Linked DNA regions of Ovis aries: region 2 is linked to region 1. The links are chromatin contacts, called in public Hi-C maps. All regions are on one chromosome and are shown on one strand. The core of a region is the stretch at or near the end of the contact, and the rest is flanking DNA. Distances in the headings are between cores, read along the strand shown. Region 1 overlaps CMTM8 (CKLF like MARVEL transmembrane domain containing 8). Region 2 overlaps CMTM7 (CKLF like MARVEL transmembrane domain containing 7).

The links. A called contact is a pair of places that touch in the nucleus more often than the background predicts.
Region 2: a Hi-C map of blood shows a contact between it and region 1, with 2.9 times the contacts expected there. The contact joins two enhancer-like sites. A contact is called at or near these places in 2 of 16 Hi-C or Micro-C datasets (blood and skin fibroblasts).

What each region holds. Positions count from the first base shown.
Region 1 is chr19:6,786,153-6,791,958 of ARS-UI_Ramb_v3.0, reverse strand. All of the region lies in intron 1 of CMTM8 (CKLF like MARVEL transmembrane domain containing 8), which reads right to left. Among named protein-coding and RNA genes, the nearest start is that of CMTM8, 52 kb to the right of the region's middle. Within about 2 kb of position 2,873, at least 6 of the 54 cell types and tissues checked have an H3K27ac peak or open chromatin away from gene starts, as enhancers often do.
Region 2 is chr19:6,887,394-6,893,199 of ARS-UI_Ramb_v3.0, reverse strand. The region is part of intron 3 of CMTM7 (CKLF like MARVEL transmembrane domain containing 7); the gene reads right to left. Among named protein-coding and RNA genes, the nearest start is that of CMTM7, 49 kb to the right of the region's middle. Within about 2 kb of position 3,394, at least 11 of the 54 cell types and tissues checked have an H3K27ac peak or open chromatin away from gene starts, as enhancers often do.

The sequences.
Region 1 (5,806 bases), core at 1,624-4,123:
TTTGTTTTGAAATGTCCTTTGTTTGCTACCTCTTTTCTAAAGATTAAACCAGGAAAAGAAAGGCTGGATACGAGAATCCCAAATGACCCTGCAAGACGCAGGGCCAGCCCAGCACAGTCAAGGGTAACGGGCATCAGAGGCGGCAAACCCTCCCCTCACCCACGGGCAGGGGCCCACTGAGCGCTGGTGCCACCGTACGAAGCTTCCAGCCCCGACTGGACTTCGCTGCTCAGTCACCCAGTCCTGTCCAACGTGACCCCGTGGGCTGCAACAGGCCAGGCTTCCCTGTCCATCGCCATCTCCCAGAGCTTGCGCAAACTCAGGTCCACTGAGTCGGTGATGCCACCCTACTGGCTCACCCTCTGTCGCCCCCTTCTCCTCCTGCCCCCAATCTTTCCCAGCATCAGGGTCTTTTCCAATGAGTCAGTTCTTCCCATCAGGTGGCCAAAGTATTGGAGTTTCAGCTTCAGCATCAGTCCTTCCAATGAATATTCAGGGTTGACTTCCTTTAGGATGGACTGGTCTGATCTCCTTGCAGTCCAAGGGACTCTCAAGAGTCTTCTCCAGCGCCACAGTTGGAAGGCATCGATTCTTCGGCGCTCATGGACAAGGCTGCTGCAGGGTCTTAGTGTCCACTCTCGACTTCCTGCTGGACCAAACCCTTGGCTAGGATCGCTGCATCAGCAAAAACATGGCTGGGCTCTCAGTGAGTGGGACTCTGAGGCAAAATGAGATACCACGACACCCCAAGTTTGGGACCCTTTGTGGGCCGTGAGTCCAGCATGGGGGCAAAAGAAGAAACTGGTTTTCAGCTCAGGCATGAGTGCTTTCTGATTTAAACTCAAATCAGCTTTTCTTGCTACAGCACAGGGGCAATGGAGTGAGGCTTTTCACAGTTCAGAGAAGGGGGTTAAAGGTGTCTAGAGATCAGCCACTCAAGTTGTATGACCTGACGCCAACTCCCCGGGACACCTCGCTCTGTCTACACGCCGTCACAGCTCCCTGACCCCACAGGCAGCAGCTGTGCCCACGTGGGTGCCATCCACCCGCAGGCACTGCTGACTACACAGCTGTCAGGACAACCTTCTGGCGATAGTGTATCTCTAACTGGCGGGGCTGCCGTGACCCCAAACTGTGAAACAGTTTTGAACCTTAAATTCCTAGGGATGCTACGCCATAATTTTCATTAAAAGGTGATGCCGTGGGATCTAGCAGATAATAGACGAAAATTCACTAAGCTCCACGGTTCCTATCAACCCATATTCAAATCTGAGAGCAGGTTTTAGAAAGGAATCTGGTGAAGAATACATATATTATATATATGTAACTGAATCATTTTGCTTCACACTCGAAACTGGCACAATTTTGTAAATTAACCATACTTCAGTTTTTAGAAACCCAACAGCAGTAAATGCTCAGATTTGTTTCTAAGCATTTACTACGTGCCTGGCAGTGAAGCATGAAGAGCTCAGATGACACTGAGGTTGTGAATGGGGTCAGAGTCCAGTCTCCTCAGGCCCTATGTCAGCGCCCCTCCCACAGTCTCACCCAGCACCCCGGGGTTCTGGGGCAGGACTGAGTGCTTGAGGTGCCCGAGGATCGCTAAGGGTTCAGTCACTAAGTCTTGTCCGACTCTTTGCAAACCCATGGACTGTAACCCGCCAGGCTCCTCTGGCCATGGGATTTCCCAGGCAAGAATACTGGAGCGGGCTGCCATTTCCTTCTCCAGGCGATCTTCCCGACCCGCGTCTCCTGCACTGGCAGCACGGTTCTTCACCACTAAGCCACCCGGGCATTCCTACCAAGTTATCTTGTCTCCTTCTGGGCACAGACACAGAGATGGGGAGGAAGAGCTCGTACGTTTGCTTCTCCTTGTACGGAAAACTTGACTGACTACCCTGCAGCTTGCTTGTCTTTCCCTCTTTATGCCACTAAGGTCTCTAATAGCCCACAGACACGAACCTGCTTCTGCATTGTCTGAAGCTGCTGAGAGCAGGACCATTTGGCCTGAAGGCATCTTCTCACCCAGAGCAAATCAGACACTGGAGGCGGGGAGGGAGGGGGCGTGTGACTCATCTATTTTTCTGGAAAGAAAGCTTATGCCTCCTCCATCCTGAAGGGCTAATGTTAACAGCAATGGTGGTGATAATACTAATAGTATAAACAGTGCTGTGTATGGGTGGGCGCTCCGCCACGCCTGACCCTTTGTGACTCCCCAGGCCCCTCTGTCCACGGGATTCTCCAAGCCAGAATACTGAAGTAGGTTGCCACTTCCTACTCCAAGGGATCTTCCTGCCCCAGGGATGGAACCCGCAGCTCTTACATCTCCGGCACTGGCAGGCAGGTTCTCTACCACTATCGCCACCTGGGAAGCCCATAATAGAGCTACTGCTAATAGAAAAAAAGAAAAATCCCATTCTCCATCTCCCTTTTTTCTCTTTTCTTCCCGAACTGCGTTTCTAACAGGAATGAGCTTAACGTTCACCTCAGCTCCTTCTTGAGGCAGTATCCTCCTGTCTTCCCAGAGCTTACATCGGCCAGACTCCCCTGCAGCTTTATGCCCCTTTGCACATATTCCCTGATCATGGTCCCCCACGTGTACTTTTGTCCCAGACTGGGGGTTCCCAAAGTATGGTCCCCAGACCAGCAGCAACATCACGTGAAAGTTTCACTCCAGACCTACCAAGTCAGAAACCCTGTGTGTGTGTGGGAGATCAATGAGCTTCGATTTAATAATCTCCTGGATGATGCTGAGGTTTCAGAATCACTGCCCTGAATAGTGTCCGCCCCGAAGTCCCTTCCCCCACTGTCTATGCCACAGCCTGAGCACGGCTAACCGACATCCATTCTGAGGAGGGCTATGCAGCGACGAGAGGCAACACGACGGATGGGTGTGTAGTGAAATGCACTGAGTCAACAGCACAGAGCTGACTGCAAAAGAAACGAAGTGGGAAGATTTATGCAAATACAGTTGTGTTAAGATCTCCTCGAAAGTCAAGAAAACATTTCATGGGCAAAAACAACCCCAAAATCAAAGATTTATGTTTAAACCCTAAGTACGGTTGGCATTGTAGAGGGAAAGGTGGCTAACGGGTAAGTAGTAAGATGCCTCGCAGGGGCAATGCCAAGGTCTGAGCAGAAGAGTGGTTTTGTAACCCTCCACACTGACTCACCCGGTAAACACCAACGCAAAGGAAGTTCCTGTTCACAGCCTGCTGCGCCAGCTCCTCTCCAACAGCTAGGGTGGCTTGTAAATAAAAACATGAATGTACCAGAATGTGGAGGTCCTCTACTGCCTCTTTTCCCAACGAGGCGATCAGCTTTGTGGTTGCTCACTCGCTCAGTCGTGTCCAACTCTGCGACCTCATGAACAGCAGCAGGCCGGGCTTCCCTGTCCTTCACCACCTCCCAGAGTTTGCTCAGACTCATGTCCACTGAGTCGGTGATGCCATCCAACCACCTCATCCTCTGTCATCCCCTTCTCCTCCTGCCTTCAATCTCTCCCAGCATCAGGGTCTTTTTCAGCAAGACAGCTCTCCGCATCAGGTGGCCAAAGGACTGGAGCTTCAGCTTCAGCATCAGTCTTCTGAGCGACTTAATTCTCTTCAAATACCCGGTGCCTCGTATACTGCAAACATTTGCTGACAAGTCATATAAAAAGGAGCTGTTCCACCCTGCTACTCCTGACATTTTGGACCTGATATTCCTTTGTCAGTGGCAATGTGTGTGTGTGTGGCAGATGATGGTGTCTGTTCACTGAAGCGTGTTTTAGCAGCTCTCCTGGTAAAGAATCTGCCTGCAGTGTGGAAGACCTGGGTTCAATCACTGGGTTAGGCAGATCCCTGGAGAAGGAAATGGCAATCCACTCCAGTATTCTTGCCTGGAGGACTCCACGGACAGAGGAGCCTGGCAGGCTACAGTCCGTGGGGTCAAAAGGAGTCGGACACGACCGAGTGACAGACTGCCTCTACTTGGTAGATGCCCATAGCATCTTCCTGGTTGTGACAATCCAAAGTGGGTCCAGATTTTGCTATATGTTCCTTATGGGTCAAAACCACTCCCTGGCTGAAAAATCGGTGTCATAAAGGATTGGGCTACATGATGCTACGATGCTGAGAAGGCACTTTACAAACAGTGAGCATGTTTGAAACAAACGTCTGAGACGACCAAATCACACCATGCTCTGCAGAATACCTCCCCAGGAGCGTTCAGATGGCCAACATTTTCCCTTAGACGGTTCACATCCACTGCTCCAAACTAACGTCTTAGCTCACTTCCCTAAGGGGAAAGAGGAAATACAAAATCCACTTGATATATGTATAACGGATATACTTTGCCATACAGCAGAAACTAGCACAACATGGAAAACTGACTAACTGTAGTAAAAATTTTAAAAATAAAATAAAAAACAAAATCCACTCAAAGTTTCACATCCATGCAGAAAGATTCTAAGGTTTTAGCCAAGCCTATTATTTTATTTTTAATTTAAATAGTTGATTTCCATTGCTGTGTTAGTTTTAGGTGTGCAGCACACTGATTCAATTACACTTTATTTTTCTCAGATGCTTTTCCCTTATAGGTTACTACAAAATGCTGAGTATAGCTCCCTGTGTTATACACTAGGTCCTTGCTGGTTATCTATTTCGCACTCAAACCTTTTATTGACAAAGTTTCAGTGTCCCTTTAAGTCAGCAGTAGACAGTGCTGACTCTTCTCTCAACTCTGCAGAGGTTGTTTATCCAGCCGGGGCTGCTGAAGCCCACGTCCCTGTTCTGTCTGTTAACTAAACATGAAAAGCGACGTGTAACCGTGCTCACGCAATTCTGCCTCATTTGTCTTGTGCACGCCACCAGGGCAAACACCAGGCATTTCTATAACCTCACCCAGACTTTCAGGAATCACTGCAGGCTACCGACCCCAGACAAATATTTGCCTTGGAGGTCTCTATGGGGAGACGGAGCCCAACTAAGCTTCTTTTTGTTCACAGAGACTGATTGTACACTCTGGGAACTACAGGGCGCTCACAGCATTCATCCCTTGCAATTATACAAATAAAGGAGCACTAGGGATGGTTCCACACAGATCTAATCGGACGTCCTTTGCTTTTCACTTCTTTTTCTTTTCTGCTTTTCCTTGCAGCCTCCAGCAACAGATGCAACAGGGCTAAGAAGAACATCAGCGGGTGAAAGTGCATTAGGGTAAAGTACATGTACATGATTTCAAAATAGGCCCCTGCAGACTGAGGACAGGAGGGCCCCAGTTTACAAGATCTCGCAGGCACACCCGGAACCCAGGGACCACACTCGGCCACGCTGTCATGGGGACAGCCTGTGGTCACCTGCCTCCTGAGGGGCCCTGATCAGCAATACGCAGCACCACTCACCCATATCCTCGCCCCAGTGCTCTAACCTGAATCTCATCACGAAGCAGACAAACCAGGCTGTGGAGCATTCCAAAAGATGGCCTAGACTCCTAAATGTCAGTGTCCTGAGACAAAAAGCCTGAGGACACTCCCAGATTAAAGATGATCAAAGAGACGTGGCCACCAAATGCAACGTGTGACTCTGGCTGGACCCTGAGACAGGAGGCAGAGGGAGAGGGCAGGACTGGGGCACACTGCGGCGGCAAAGGACATTCGGCGGGTGTGAACACGAGCTGCACTAACAATCACGGGTATGGTCCCTGGGTCGGGAAGATCCCCTGAAGAAGGAAATGGCATCCACTATAGTATTCTTGCCTGGAAAATCCCATGGACAGAGGAGCCTGGTGGGCCACAGTCCATGGGGTCATAAAGAGTCAGGCAGGA
Region 2 (5,806 bases), core at 2,145-4,644, 100 kb before region 1:
CACATGGGACACCCACTGCTGCAGGCCACCAGCCGTCTGCCTTCACGGGAAGGCTCTGGCATTAAAGAGGGCCTGCTCACCTGGGAGCAGGGTGGGCTCCTTCACTGATTCTCGTCAGCTGGCTTTCATGAGACTAGCACTCCATGAGGGAAGACACCTGTTGGCGAAGTCAAAGGCTTAGGGACTGGGCTTAACTGCAAGATCCGTAGTGTTTATACAACAGAACTTCCTAGAGCTCATCCCACCTACGGAATTTAGTTCAGACTTGCAGGATGTCAGGTTGGAGGCTGTTTTGACCAGAGGTTAGTCACGTTCACAGTTGCTTCTCAGGGGCAGGAGGAAGTTCTCAAATTCAAAAGCTCAACCACTCACTTTAAAAAAAGAGGTAGCTGTGAGGTGATGGATGTGTTAACCTGACTGTGGCAATCATTTCACAAAGCAGACATACGTCAAATCACTGCGCTATCTCCTTTAAATATGTAACATTTTATTTGTCTCTTATACTTATGTTTTGGCCAAAATTTCTCCAACCTCTATGCTCTTCTGGTGTGTCTATTACAGTTTTTATCAAAACACCACCAGCAGCTCAGAGGGCCAGGAGAGCCAAAAGCCATCATGGTAAAAGGCCTCCATCAGCTGCGCAATCAGTAACAGGCACCCGTTACTGGTCTGAAGGAGGTGCAAGGATAGAGCGCCTAAAGGGCTTCCAAGATTATTGGGTATTGGGGCCCTCATTCAAATATGACCACAGGTCTGACATCTGGGGGTGGAGGTTACAGGAATATTCCCAGGTTTGGGATGTACTGTCTCTATGCAATATGCAAAGGGGCCAGTGGAGCTGGGATTTTTGCCGTAATTTGTGGTCACACCAAGTTTCTTGTTCACTGATTGTGAAACGTCTCTTTGTGAAGCAGCTCCCAAGCTGGCTACTTGGAAGGCAGCTGAGGGGAGCGTGGGTCACTAAGCAAAAGCAGTTTGGCCTGTGAAGCCGTCATAGAGACGCTTGCATGCCCACCAACAGTTCACATGGTAACAAGCTGTGTCCAAGCCACTGATGCTGTCTCACTGGAGAATTCAGGGCCTTAAGTGTACTGTGTGCTATGCCAGGTGGAAGCAAACTGGTTTCTTCCATCCCTGGCCGCCACCCCGCCCCCATTTAAAACATAAACTGTTAGCCATACCCTAGACTGCAGGCCAAGAGCCAGGTATGAGGAGAGTGGCACTGCGCCACGTTGGAAGCCTCCAGAGTGGTGGAAATGAACGAGGCCACCTTCTTACCTAGGCACCCAGAGTCCACAGTAAAGCTCCTGGCCTCCACCGGCCTGACAGAGGGCGTGCAGCTCCCCAGGAAGCGTGGGAACTCCGTGTTGACCCTGGCCACCCTCAAAAGACCGTGTGCCCTTTCTTCTCCCAGGAAGAAGGTGCTGTCTCGAATGTTATGCTCGGCAAACTTTACGGGGAAAAGCCTATCCTGGAGCCTGCATCTGACCCTCAGAGGAGCCACCAACAGTGGATCAAATGAGTGGGTCCCGCGAGCAGGTTCTTATGAAAGAGAGGCAAGCACCGTCAGAGCAAAGCCACCCAAACCCCCCACAAAACTACAGCCTGTACTCCGTAAGTTCAGGAGCACGCGGGGCTTCCCCTGGGAGGGGTGAATCCGGAGAGCCGATCCATACCTGAATCTTGTCCGCGCCCGTCCCATGGCTTTGGTTCACCGGGTCTGAGGGGAGTCAGCTCGCACCGAGTAGGTCTTCACGCGCAGGACTCGCTGACTCAGTCCAGGTTCCCGCGTTGCTTCCCACGTGCAAGCTCACGACTCCTCTGGTCCGCTCTGTCCGCCCCTTTTAACCCTGTCAATCACCTGTCTTGGCTATTGTAAAATAGATTCATCTGTACAGCGGTTTTCCTGGGTTGCCTTTTTCCTGGCATTCCGTGGCCTCCTTCCTTACCCAGGAATTTTACTTGGAAGGTGACTCACTTTTTGTTCAAACGACTCGCTCGTTTGAGAATCTTGGCGGCTTTCTGCCTGCCCACTTCTTGCGGGGCCTGTGGGGGGTTGCCCCTGGCCTTTCATCGCTCCCTCCAGGCTATTTTCTTTCCTTGGAAGAGTCAGATGCTCCGAGCTCCAACCACTGGGCTCAGCAACCTTCACTACTGTCTTCCAAGGTGGCCCCTGAGTAAGGCAGTTAGTTGGTGCAGCGGCGGCCTATTTTTGACTTGTACTCACAGACCCAGATGGACTACCTACCTGGGCAGTGAAGCCAGTAGGAGGCTGCCGAATGGACCACTCTGTGTGATCGTTTGCAGGGTCCCATGGGAGACACTGTATAAAATCTGCCTCAGGACAGTCTGGGCGTCCCTGGTGGCTCAGACGGTAAAGAATCCGCCTGCAATGCGAGAGACCTGGGTTTCATGCCTGGGTTGGGAAGATCCCCCGGAGAAGGGCATGGCAACCAACTCCAGTATTCTTGCCTGAAGAATCCCATGGACAGAGGAGCCTGCCGTGGATAGAGGAGCCTGGCGGCCTACTATCCACGGGGTCGCAAGGAGTCGGTATGACTGAGCGGCTACACACAGGACAGTGTGTCTCAGGTAAGGAGGACAAATGTATCCACTGACTGCTGTGTCCAATTAGCCAGCATCACCCTACGGGCAGGAACTCTCCCGTAACTGCGGGCTGCACACCCATGGCAGGGTCCACAGGAAAGCTCTGGAGTGGCAGTCAAAAGCTGTCCGTGAAGCCTGCGGCCCAGCTCTGTGCTTGCGCTGGAGTGAAACTGGTCACAGCCTTTGCGCGGCAGACACGCGGTTCTTGGCTGGATTAAGAGAGGGCGCGAATAAGGGCTGAGAGGATGCTAAGTGTTGCCTGAAACAAGGTGGGGGCGGGGGGTGGTGTGTCTGTTACAGCAACATAGTGAAAGGATGACCTACGGCATGGAGTCCTTTTCGTTTAATTATAAAGAATTGCCGTACTCATCTGCACTTTTTAGGCAATACATCGAGCGAAACTAGAATTATGCGGTAAGAAAAGCAAAGGTGTGGTGAATGGAGATTTCGAAAGAAAGGAGAACCAGGAGCGGGGATGGGGTGGGAAGCGTGTAGTTACAGTTAAATGTGGTCAGAAGCCAGTGATCAGCGCGTGAGCATCACGAACTAGGGAATTATGATGCGTCTGAGTGCCTGAGGTTCCAATAAAACCTGCAAGTTGTGCTTCTGATCCTGAACCCTGGATTCGGATGTCTCGGCTCTCCGGGCCGGCGGCGGCGCTCCCCACGGCCACCAGAAGGCGGCGCTGCGGGCGCGGGGAGCCGAGCAGCCTCCGGCGGGGCCGGGTGCTTCTCCGCAGAAGGAAGCCGAGCCCGCGGGGAGCAGTGGCGGCGCCCAGAGGCGCGGCTCGGGCGGGGGACCCGGCTCCCGGGGGAGGGCTCCGCCCGAGCGGGCGCAGGAAGCAACTGACTTCCTGCGCCCCCGCCCCTCCCCGGCCTGCCCGAGGACCGCCGCTAGGAGTCGGGGGTGCTCTGCAAACCAGCTGCAGCCAGCCCACGCAAGTTTTGTTTGGCCTAAAAATCCAGATTTCTACTTCTCTCAGTCACGTGGGGCTTCTGGCGACCCCGGTGGCGCTTGCGGCCGCCCCTCCACGTGCATCCCCGGCCCGGCGTTTCTTTCTCCTTTTTTGTTTCGACCAGATCAATAGCTTTCTGGCTATTGACTATTTAATCCCTCTTCAGAACTGAATCCGGCGCAACACTTCATACTAGAGTTTCCTTTTTTGCACAACTCTATATAGAGTTAATCGTGTTCTCTTTTTCTTGGCAGTGAACCCCCAAGAAGCTACCAGTTGACTCAGTCTCCTTACAAGGTCCAGAGGCACCAGGTATGGTCACCGCGGCCTCCAGAGGAAGTTTCTCCCGGTGTTTGGCCCTCTCCAACCTGGACTGGTTGCCCTGTCCATTTGTCTGGTGTCTAGTGGGCAGCCTGGCAGCTCCCTTCAGCTCAAGGAGTGCTTTTTTTTTTTTTTAAAGCAGAGAAGTCCCCCTTGTCAGTCGAAACTACGCATGAAATCCCATTATATAAAACTGGAAATATGGCATCCATATAAATTATTCACTTACATTTATAACACTGACTTCTAATGCAGTCAGCCTATAAGAGGAGTGACCTTAACTACATGCCGTTTGGAGTAAGGTGCTAAATGGGGCTGTAGCCTCTTCTGCTCATTCATCTACCTGTTTTTGGTGGCTGGAGGTGGAGGAAGCCTGGCTCATCCAAGATATCCTGGAAGGTTCTCAGAAGTTCACCTCGCATTCCTGGTGCCTCCCTGGACCAGGCAAGGTGCAAGGCCAGCCTTCTCCTAGGGCTGTGTGAGGCGGGGTTCCCACTGTCAGTGTTTGCCATCAATAACAGAGTGTGCATCTTAAGATGTTAATATATATTTTGCACATAACATCAACATCTGGGGACTTCGTTGATGGTCCAGTGGTAAACATTCGGCCTTGCAATGTAGGGGACCAGGGTTCAATCCCTCGTTGAGGAACTAAGATCCCACATGCCTCGGGCAACTAAGCCTGTGTTCTGCAGCTACTGAGCCTTGATGCCGCAACTAGATAGATCGAGTGCGCAAGGAAAAGATCCGAGGGCCTCAACTAAGATCTGAATCAGCCAATTAATGAGTTAATTTAAAAAACAGGATAACTTCTTTTAAAAATTTAAAATAAAAATTCACCTCTGTGAGCCCCTGTTCACTGCTACAGTCCAGAAACTGCCCTACAGTGGGGAAGAAGTGGGACCCAAAGGCCTGCCGTATCTCCATGGCAACAGAAGGTAGCAACCCAGGCTACGAACGAGGCCTGGGAGGTGGTGGCACAGGTCTGGGCCAGCTTTGGGTCACCTGAGCATCCTGACTGAAGGCCCAGGCTAAGGACGGAGACTTTAAGTCCAGGCCGAGCCTCCAGGTCCAGGGTGAGGACCTGGACTCAAACCCCATCTCCAGCCCTGACCTCATGTGCCCTCGGCTTTTTCCTGGGGTCTCCACCCGGCCTTTGGGACAGGTGGGCTTCCTCATGGGGCCCCTGGAGGAAGGGCCAGTTCTGTGGCCGCACCTGGGAGCCTCACTGAGCAGAAGTGTTTCCTTGTGGATGGTGAGAAGCGTCTGTGCAGAGGCCTGCCCCATGGAGGGCACCACCCCACCCTCCAGGTCCCTCCCCAGGGCTCTGCCGCCTGTTCGTGGGAGACCATGTGGGCCGACCCACTTTGGCCTCACCTCCCAGGGTCCCTGGTGTCAACACCCTCTCCTGGGCCTGCAGTGGTCATGACGAGTGAAAACTGGCTCTCGGTCCTTGGGGCAGGTCCCTGCAGGTCCCATGCCCCCTGTAGTGGAAGCGCGGAGTCCTAACCATCCTCCCACCATGGGTTCAAATGTCCCTCCTCCCATATCTCCGCTTGGTCCTGCCGGGCTGGGACTGCTTGGTGGGTCACCTCCCTGTGCTGGGAGCTGGGGTGGTGGGGACAGAGTTTGGCTTACTCGTGGGCACTGCCCCTGAGATGACAGACCTGTATTCTCTAGACCTGCAAGGCTTAGCTGTTAGAACATGGTGCTGGCCTCTGCTGGGCTGAACTGTGTCTCTCTTTCTCCATTTCCCAAGAAGCTTGTCAGTTACTTAGGAGCCTTAGACAGAGGGTCCTGCGTTGCTTTAAGAGAAGAAAAACTCTTGGTGAAATATACGTAACAGAAAAGTTAACCATTTAAACAATTTTTTAGGCGTTAATTACATTCAGATTAATGTGCAGCCGTCACCACCATCTCCAG